Linked DNA regions of Mus musculus: region 1 is linked to region 2. Evidence: chromatin contacts called from public HiChIP or PLAC-seq data. All regions are on one chromosome and are shown on one strand. Each heading gives the region's core, a stretch centred on a gene start, on an enhancer-like site or on the middle of the called end of the contact. The rest is flanking DNA. Distances are from core to core; before and after follow the strand shown.

What was found. HiChIP or PLAC-seq counts read pairs in DNA pulled down with a chosen protein or histone mark.
Region 1: a FOXA1 HiChIP or PLAC-seq map of pancreatic cancer cells shows a contact between it and region 2. The contact joins two enhancer-like sites. A contact is called at or near these places in 2 of 115 datasets of contacts at active chromatin or transcription factors (CD8 T cells and pancreatic cancer cells).

The regions. Positions count from the first base shown.
Region 1 is chr15:62,078,452-62,083,189 of GRCm38.p6, forward strand. All of the region lies in intron 1 of Pvt1 (Pvt1 oncogene), which reads left to right. Among named protein-coding and RNA genes, the nearest start is that of Pvt1, 43 kb to the left of the region's middle. Within about 2 kb of position 1,355, at least 192 of the 459 cell types and tissues checked have an H3K27ac peak or open chromatin away from gene starts, as enhancers often do. A contact at or near this core is called in pancreatic cancer cells, where this site is marked.
Region 2 is chr15:61,444,069-61,448,903 of GRCm38.p6, forward strand. No RefSeq gene overlaps it. Among named protein-coding and RNA genes, the nearest start is that of Gm24696, 88 kb to the left of the region's middle. Within about 2 kb of position 2,478, at least 22 of the 459 cell types and tissues checked have an H3K27ac peak or open chromatin away from gene starts, as enhancers often do. A contact at or near this core is called in pancreatic cancer cells, where this site is marked.

The DNA of each region.
Region 1 (4,738 bases), core at 105-2,604, 630 kb after region 2:
CCTCCCTCCCTCCCTCCCTCCCTCTCTCCCTCTTTTTTCTTCCTTCCTTCCTTCCTTCCTTCCTTCCTTCCTTCCTTCCTTCCTTCCTTCCTTCCTTCCTTTCTTTCTCTCTCTCTTTCTCTCTTTCTCTCTATTTTTGAGACAGGGTCTCTAAGTAGTCCTGGCTGTCCTTGAGCTTGCTATGAAGGCCAGGCTAGTCTCTAACTCAAAGATTGTCCTGCCTCTGCCTCTCAAACACTGGGGCCAAGGGTATGTGGCCACCATGCCCAGCCTTAAGTGAATGACCTGGATGCTCTTTGATAGTGATCCCTCCAGGGGCTTGGCCCGCCTTTGCTCTAATATAGAGCATGCTCTTCAGCTTGTAGGGCAATGCTCTTGTGACTTTGCCAACCTAGAGGTTGCTGAGAAAGAAAGCAAGTTTCTCACTTCTCCTGGAAGTCTGTATGGAAGAGCTGCAGCAGGAGCTGCACAGGTCCCATAAAGAAGGAATAGAATAGAGGGACTCTGCGGGAGGGGAGGGGCATGCTGATGTAGAGGTCTCCACAGTATATCTTGACTCAAGCTGGTTGTGACAGAAGCTTTCTGTAGGGGTGTATTTGCTGGGCTGAGTAACCAAAGTTGAGTTCTAATAAATAAAGATGAATGAAGAAGGAGGGAAATGTGGGAGGTTGGGGATGGGGGTGGTACAAGATACTCTCTGAGTCTGTGTGCCATTCAGAGTAATTTACACTGGGGGTCCCATTGTGCCCTTGGGCCCAGGCTCTATTTTGCCCCTTTGTTCCCTGTTCTATCCTAGCAGGGATGCTTGCTGACTTCCTGGCCATCCCCACCCCTTCTTGGGTCCTGGATCCTGCTTCCTTTCTCCCCCGCTTCACAATGATCTCATCCCAGCCGGGAAATGGGACTTTTGTTGCCCCTGCCTATTTGGCCTGGCCCAGTGTCAGGCCCATCACGTGCCCCTGCTGGGATACCGAGTGTATGAATCTCAGGCAGTGGGCAAGGCTGGCAGGGGAGGGCATTCCTCTGGACTGAGCTGTGCTGGTAGCTTGGCACACCCCCCCCCCCCCCTTCTAGAAGTGACTCAAAAGCTTTTCTGCATGCTCTTCTAGTGGACTGCTGAGTCATTCTCTGAGTCACAAGTGGTACAGCTGTGTACTCAACAGTGAGCCCTTGTGTGGGACCCAGATGGGCTGTCCTGACTCTTGGGGCATTTAAAGGCAGTTCACACTGGCATTTGACCCTCTCTGTCCTCCTCAAGGACTCTTTTACCCTGATTCCTTTCTAGGCCTATGTGTGTAGGCTAGGGAGTGATACACACCTCGGGCTGCCAGCTAGGATTCAGAATCCAAAAGTTCAATTCAAGTCAGCAGCTGGCTGACAGGCAGGGAGCCAGGGCGGTGATTAAGCAAGCTGGGGCAAGAGTGAAGTAGGGCAGATTCCTGGGCCCTAGGTGCGTCTCAGGAAGATCAGCCAACTTTCTTGTATCGTGCGTGTTTTGGGAGCATCCTGAAGCTACCTTGAGAATTCAATCTTTTTTTTTTTTTTTTTTTTTTTTTTTTTTTTTTTTTTAGTGAACAAGTGGAAGAATTCTTGTGTATTAAATCTCACTGTCCTTATACCCATTTGGTGTTTGAAGGAATGGGGTCTAGTAGATGATACCAGTTCAGAGGCAGAGTGAGAAGCATAAGTCAGAATATCAGAGTATCTAGAATTTGATGCTCAGACCTGCCTGACTCAGTTTAGCACCCCTCCCCCAAACCCCCACCCAATCTGGTTGCCTCGAGTCTTCCTCTTAAGGCAGCTGTCCTGTAGTGCAGGAAGCCAACTCCCAAGGTAAAATGTCTTTAGACAAATAAAAATGTCTTTAGAAGGCCTAGGCTCTCTATGGGGTGAGACTGAATGCTGAGGCCCGATCTGGCCTCTGATAGAGGAGGGCTTTCAACTGTTGGGGGCAGGGAACAGCTAGGAGCTTGGCAGGGAGGACTCTGTATATACTGTATCTGTCCGGTAGCACTGGAGATAGAGCCCTAGCTGACCCTGAGTGGAAAGATGGTTGGTTGCATAGTTGTGCTAGCACAGGACATACTGCAAGGGTTTGGGCTCTAGAACTTTTCCTCTGCTCATGTGGCTTTGGTGGAGTCACCTCTGCCGGCTAGTGCTAGTTCTAAAGCCTAACCCATCCTTTGGGAAGGAGTCTGTTTTATGGCTTCCTAGGTAAGGCTGATGACCCATGTGTTAGTGCTGATGTGAGCCACTTGTGGAAGTGGTCCAGTGTTCAGCCACCACTTATCCACTGGGGCCAGATGGGCTAGACCTCAAAGATCTGTAGGGCAAGATGGAAAACAGTCATCCTTTGAATTCACCAGGAACCTCATGACTAGAGAGATGATTAGGAGGCCATTGTTACCTTCTATGGAAGGTGATGAGTGAGCTGGAAAGAGCTTTGGGTATGGACACGCTTCGAAGGCGGGCATTTTGAATAGTAGCATAAAGGCAGATGGTGATGGGGAAATTTCTAATAGAGTGTTGCTGTAGAACAAGGTTGTTCCCAACCTTCTGATCCCCCCTTCCCTGTCTTCCTAGTGCAGTTATAGGCTATGCCACCAGATTTCTGGTTTTGATAGAAGCTTTCAGAACTCTCTTGTGTCCAGGAATGATTCATTTTCTAAGGACATCATCCAGCATTGGGGCCTTTCAAAAAGGATGGCCATGTGAGTAGTTTTTCACAAACTGATGTACAACAGTTGCCTCTGTGATCTGGACCTACCTTTTTGATCCTTTCCTTTTTTCTACCTCGGGATTCATTTTTAGTGACACTATAAAAATATATCCTATTATGTTTATTTTATTTATGTGTGCACGTATGAATTCGTGTGTGGCAAGGCAGTGTTGGCTCACGCCTTTAATCCCAGCACTTGGGAGGCAGAGGCAGGCAGATCTCTGAGTTCGAGGCCAGCCTGATCTACAGAGTGAGTTCCAGGACAGCCAGGGCTACACAGAGAAACCCTGTCTCCAAACAAACAAACAAACAAACAAACAATCCGTGTGTGGTGAGTGCTTGCATGCATTTATTTATGCCACAGTGCACGTGTATAGGTCTGAGGACAACTTTCAGGAGTTGGTTCTCTCCTTCTACCATGTGGATTCTAGGGACTAAACTCAAGTTATTTGCTGACCTTGTCAGTTGGAAAACAATTCTCTGGGCCACACAAAGGAATATATTAGTGATGTGAAAGTAACTCTGCAAAATAATTTCTTTTTGTCGAATGGACATACCCGAGCTCAGATTGGGCCACTGAACATGCACGGCCCAATTGGTCTTTGTATTTTGTTCCTAACACAGGTGGTAATTATTGCTCATCTTGTTGGTGGAAACTCAGTTTGATCTGATTGGCTAATCAGCCTGATGGGGATAGAGGAGGTTTAGGGAATATGGACCTCTGCTGATAAAAGAACAGTTCGCACAGCATCAAGCCATCATGCCTGCCCTTTAATGACACGTTTCAATGAGAGAGAGATGATTTCCCTCTATTTTTTTCTGTGGTAGATTGGGTCAGGTTAGACTCTTTCAGATTGATCACACAACTCCTCAATTTTAACATTGTGTCCTTCGAAGATGCAAAACAGCAATGTGTGGGTCTCTTCCCTCATTGAACAGGAGAAGAAAGACCAGGAACAGTTTTGGAGTTTTCCGGGCAAAAGCCTGCACTTTTATGTATGCCTGTATTCAGAGGCACATACACTATGTTTGGCCATTGGCCCCCAATCCCATTTAAATAGATAAGCAATGGTGCAAAAATAGAGAGAGGATATACATTCGTAAGAATGGCCACACTAGAACTAAGAACAAATAGAGAGTTCTAGTGACCCGCCCCCCCCCCCCCCCCCAAGACTGTCTCCTGGAACACTGACATGAGCTTCAGGTTTGAATGGGGAAAGTTTTGGAGCAAGGATTAAGAAGGCCATACCATGATTAAGCAATCTTGTCAAAGGGTGGTATGCTTGATTATCGTCTCACTACAGTTCTGTCCTCATTTGCTGTCATTGCTGGACATGCTCAATCTGTGTCATAGGAAAGGCTATTACTTCTGCTCTGGATGTAGCCATGGCATCATGGATAATTGCCTTCATCTGGTTTTCCTGCTCTTGGGAACCAAGACAACTGCAGGTTTCAGACAATGACCTAAAGTCTATGTTGTTAGCCTTGAAGGAGGATGAGAAAGGTTAGACACACTCCTTAAGCTGCAGAGATTTCTAAGTGTAGCAGTAAGTGGGTGACTCACAGTATAGGTGATGGACAGATGACATGTGCAACAAGGATGCTAGGCTGTTATCCAGTTTGGGGACCCATGTGAGCTGTCAATGAATGCTTTTTAGTAAAAGCTGCTTCTACGCATCTGTTTCAGCTCCAGCTCTGGATTAGGGAAGGGCATGAAGGTGAAATCGCTTTCTCATGGTCACAAGGTAACAGAGGTGAAATCTGAACTCTGACAGGCATTTGAACTTGCTTGTCTCCTTGCTAGTTTGCACCACTACCCCTGGATCATCAGGAACCTAACAGGCAGTTGTATCTAAAAAGTTGTACTGTTCTCACAAAGATATGTACCCTGCTCTCCTGCATGCTCTACATAGGTTTGTATCCCACGAGGATGCTCACTGGTTCATCTGAGGATGCTCACTGGTTCATCTAGTGTCTAAATGCCACTCCTCCCCCCCCACCCCCACCCCCCGAGCTGGA
Region 2 (4,835 bases), core at 1,228-3,727:
TTCCTCTTTGCAAGCTGATTTTCTTTGATATATTTCCCATCAAAAGAAAGATAACTAGCTTAACTCCTTGGTAAATGTTTACTGGACTGACTTACTTGAAAAAGGAGCTGTCTTAGACATTTGAAGACAACCTGGAGCAAACAAAGCCTGCCATTCTTCTCAAGCAACTTGAATATCACTATAAATGAGGAGTATTCTCATCTATTTTCTGAAAGAGCTGAGGTCACAAGCCACTAAAATTGGCTCCTTAACTATAATAAATAATAACCACCAATCCAGATAGCCTATTCACACGTCCATTACCTGTTCAGTAAGGAAACTCAAGCGAGGAGAGTGAGCACCTCTAAGCCTCAGTTCCTTTTCCAATAGAATGAAGAAGAAAGTACACACTTACTGTTGAGGGACAGCTTAGTTAAGTGAGGTGAAGTACATGCTAGTACCAAGACCTTAGTACTTAATTAGCTATGAAAAAAGTGACAGATTTTCTTATTCCATAATTCTCCCAAGAATCTAGTGTGATAACAATAACCTTTTTCTTTAATTACAGTGTCTACTTTCCTTCCAGCTAAAATAATTTCTTTTCAAGTTGATAGTTTCTTATTTCAAGAGTGGCATGCCTGTTGGATTACCTCCGAGAATTCTGAGCGCTCTACGTGCAATCTGCTGCAATACCGATGGACTGACTGGGAGATAATACTTAAGGATGCTAACTGCACCTGGGTGAGACTCTTTTCCACCTGTCCAATATTTATGGAGACTGGCCACATACCAAGCATTATATCAGAGAAGGGATGGGTTAGGGATCAAGTCTCTGCCTTTGTGGAATTGGAGGTCTAGTGAAGGGAACGAGATAAGCAAGTGCTACATGAATAAACATGAAGGTGGTAGAGGGATGTGGTGAAGAAATAGCTGAGAAGGGATCATAAGGGGTCAGATCTATCTTAACGGAGAACAACTGTGTGATCATAGGCAAGATTATTACTTCTAAGAGACAATGAAAGCAATGATGACTTGTTGGTCTTTGGTCTGAGACAGAGTGGATAGCGCAGGCTGTCCTGGACCACAGCATCTACTTGCTTCCGACTCTCAGCTGCTGAAATTAAGATATATGTTACAACAAAACACCTGGTCTTTTGCTCACTATATTTCATTATTTATTCTTTGAAAGTGTTCATATGTGCACATAATGTATTCTCATATTGTTTGAGAATTTAATACCAGGATGGCATGTGCTTTGACGAGAGCCACTCCCTACTCCTTCCAATACCCTCCATTACTTACCTCCTGACTTCCTGTACTGGTTTCTAAACCCACTGAATCTGCTTAGTGACTGCAATGAGGCAAAGGTGCAGGATCAAACTTTTGAGTTGACCACCACAGAGAACTCAGCAAAACAAGATTCCTTTCAGTAGTGAGGCCCTGTGATTCAACAGAAGTCTTGTGTTCTGAAAGCCAGTTCTGATCTTGAACAAGTTATTTAACACTTCTCTGCCTCAGTTTTCAAGTTTCAATGGGACTTGGAAATGCTTATTAAAGAGTATTATGGTGTGTAGCCTTGCCTGGGTGGCCTGACACTCTTGCATTTCAAGGATATCGTCTACTATGTATCTTGGCCTCCTGAGTGTTGGGATTATAGACCTGTACGACTACTGAAGATATGATTAGAAAAAGACATCTATCTATGCCCTAGTTTCTCTGTTGGACAGTACAAAAAGCCATTTATTTATTTGTTTGTTTATTTATTTACACCAAAACACCTTGAATCAATAAATTGTGATCTAGATCTCATGCAGCCCTAAAAATCTGTTTGCTTAAGTTCTAAGAACCTTCTGGAATTTCATAAAAACAGCATTGAATGTATGCACATAAATATGTTTAGGGCTGTATTCCTCCTCTGAAAAGAGATCTTCTAGCATTTATTGTAATGTAATTCACCACTGTTCATAAGGGTTAAGAGCCATTGACTTGAAATGGGGCTAAAAACATAAATTATTTATAGAGAAGCAATAATATTAACTTATATATTACAAGTCTCTTACTATTTATGACATGCCCATAATTCATCTCACTTGAGCTCAAGACAGGCAGCTAAACTAGGCATAGCATAGCCCAGAGTAACAACTAGCACTGTGCTCCTGGCCCTTGCTATTGGAGGGCATTGGTGTTTACCACCCCCACTTCAACTGCACAAAGCAAGGGCAAGGACCACAGTATGACCTTAAACTATTCAACTCCACTTAATTACCCATTGTAGTAGGAGCACATAAATACAGGATGTCCCTTTGCTCTGCCATTCTGCTTTGCATCATTATCAGAAAGACAAATGTAATTCATGTCCAATTACTCACTCACCGCAAGGTCAGAATATTTATTTTTATCATACTGGTGATTTTTTGGATTAGTGGTATCAGTATTTATTCATGGCTAACCCAAACCAAACATCCTGTTGATATCAATGAATTGCTATATAGTTATTGTCACAGGTATGCTGAGTCACAGAGCAAATAAGAAGTTTATGAGTTGACAGAGAAAAGGCTACAAAGAGGTTAAGATAATGTTCCCTGTTAATCACAGGTGTCTTGTGAAATAGATGCATTGTTTATTTATATTGTCCATTTATTGAGCAGTCGGTGCTTGGGAAACCGAAACTAGCCCAAATAGTGAGGATTAAATAAAATTCACATCATTATCTTTAAAATTGGTTGCTGGTACATTTTGGTTCAATTTAAGAACAGCTCATTTTAGCAATCAGTTTTTATCCTCTGCCTCGTAGCGAAGAGCTTTGTCTAGCTTTCAGATGTAGACAGAAGTAGGAGAGGTGGAAAATGAAAGAAAACTCTTTTGGGTATGGTTCATTTGCTCAGAGATCTGGAGTAGCATTAACTGTTATCCTACCATACTCTTGTAGTCAGTTCCTGAGATTACAGTGCCAGTCTGGAAAAGAAGAATCCAAACCCTCAGCTGTAGCAATATATATGGCTCATTTCTTTCCTTACTCATTCTCAGCCAAGCAAATGCATTTTATTATCTTTAGTCACTGTCATCAAGACAGACACAATTGTCTGAAGATGTCACTAATTCTGGGTCGTTAAAGATGTCATTGTTATAAGTTGTACCTGTGATTCAAATCCTTTCTTTTCTCTAGATACCTGTAATAACAGAGTCAGCAGGTGTGTGTGTGTGTGTCTGGGTGTGTGTGTGCGTGTGTGTGTGTCTGGGTGTGTGTGTGTCTGTGTGTCTGTGTGTCAGTGTCTGTGTGTCTGTGTGTTTCTTAAGCTATGCCATTGTTCCTCTTAGTGTCTTTGTACATACTAGTAGTTCAGAAAACAGTTTTCTAATTGTGGCTCATGGTGAGAAGATAGCTATTATAATTAGACAAACACTTTTTCTCTGAGCTTCTGATTTTTGCACTTATGAAAAGGGGATATAAAACAACTGGTTTCTGTGGTACCTTCCTATCCATCACGCTACATTCCACTAATACTCTACCTAGCTTCTATAGGGTTTGCTGTTATAACTAATGTCCAAGAGAGCTCCCCTGTCAATATGATAGGCCTAAGTTAGGGGCAAAGTGAATACTGTTTTAAGAATCTTTAGTTGGGAGATGAAATAAGAATACTTGATGCAGCATAGTAGCCAAAAGACTAAATTTAGGGATTGAATGCATAATATTACATCAGGTTTTAGAATGTGAAACCTCTACTGTCAAAAACCAAAAGTCAGCAAGGAGCTAGGGAAATGGTTCTGAGGATAATGTGCTTGGTATACAAGCATGAGGACGTGAGCTTGGGTATCCTGCACTTACAGGAAGCTGGTCACAGAAGCATGCCTCTCTAAACTGGCTATGGGGCTTGTGAGAGATGGAGACAAGAGAATTCTAAGGGCTTACTGGCCAACCAGTCTAAGCAAAATAGATTCAGTGGGAGGTAGTATCTCAGAAAATAAAGTGAAGACTTAAACAGAAGAAGAGAAGAAGACATATACCTGTTTTTGACCTCTAGTCTCCACAGGCAGGCACATGCATATACACGTGCCTTCATAAAACACACACACACACACACACACACACACACACACACACACACACAGAGAGAGAGAGAGAGAGAGAGAGAGAGAGAGAGAGAGAGAGAGAATTTAATAAGTCTGTCATTGAAAGAGAGGTACAAGAGGCTACTCTCTGTTTTGCTATGCTCAACTCAGTTCAGCTCCTATTTTTAATAAATTGTTCAATTCCTTATTCCCTATCTGAAAAAAGTAAGGAGTAAAGAGATGTTCACATACTAACTAGGTATATACATAGCAAAGTAGGAAAAGGTATGTGGAGAAAAAGTAAGGGAAATCTTTACCTTGGAAATGCTGAGTGCCCTTGGTATTTAAACAGTATGTGACAAAGATAAAATACTCTGTACATGTTTAAGTGAAAGCAATAATAGTGTTGAAAGTCTGGGAAATTCCTGAATTGGGAACTCTCAACTCTGTGTACAAATGGCCTTTATAGCCAGTACTGTAGAAAGTTTGAATGGGCCTTACCAGTTGGTGAGACATGCCCTTGACAGGATGCGGGTCTACAAGCTGACAAGTGGCTCAAGCAGCACAACATGGAGGGTGTCATCCTGGGGTTTGTGTTACCCAGAGGACATCTGGTAATGTCTGCAAGTATTTTTGGTTTTCACAGTTCTCGGAGAGCTGTGAACTGCTATGACACATAAGACAGTTTTTCACTACAAAACTTACTATTCAGGACAAAATATGTCATAGTTGAAAAGTTCAGAAGACTTTGATAAAAGTGTTTAATTTCTCACATACTCAGAGCCATCCAGAGAATCAGAAATTGA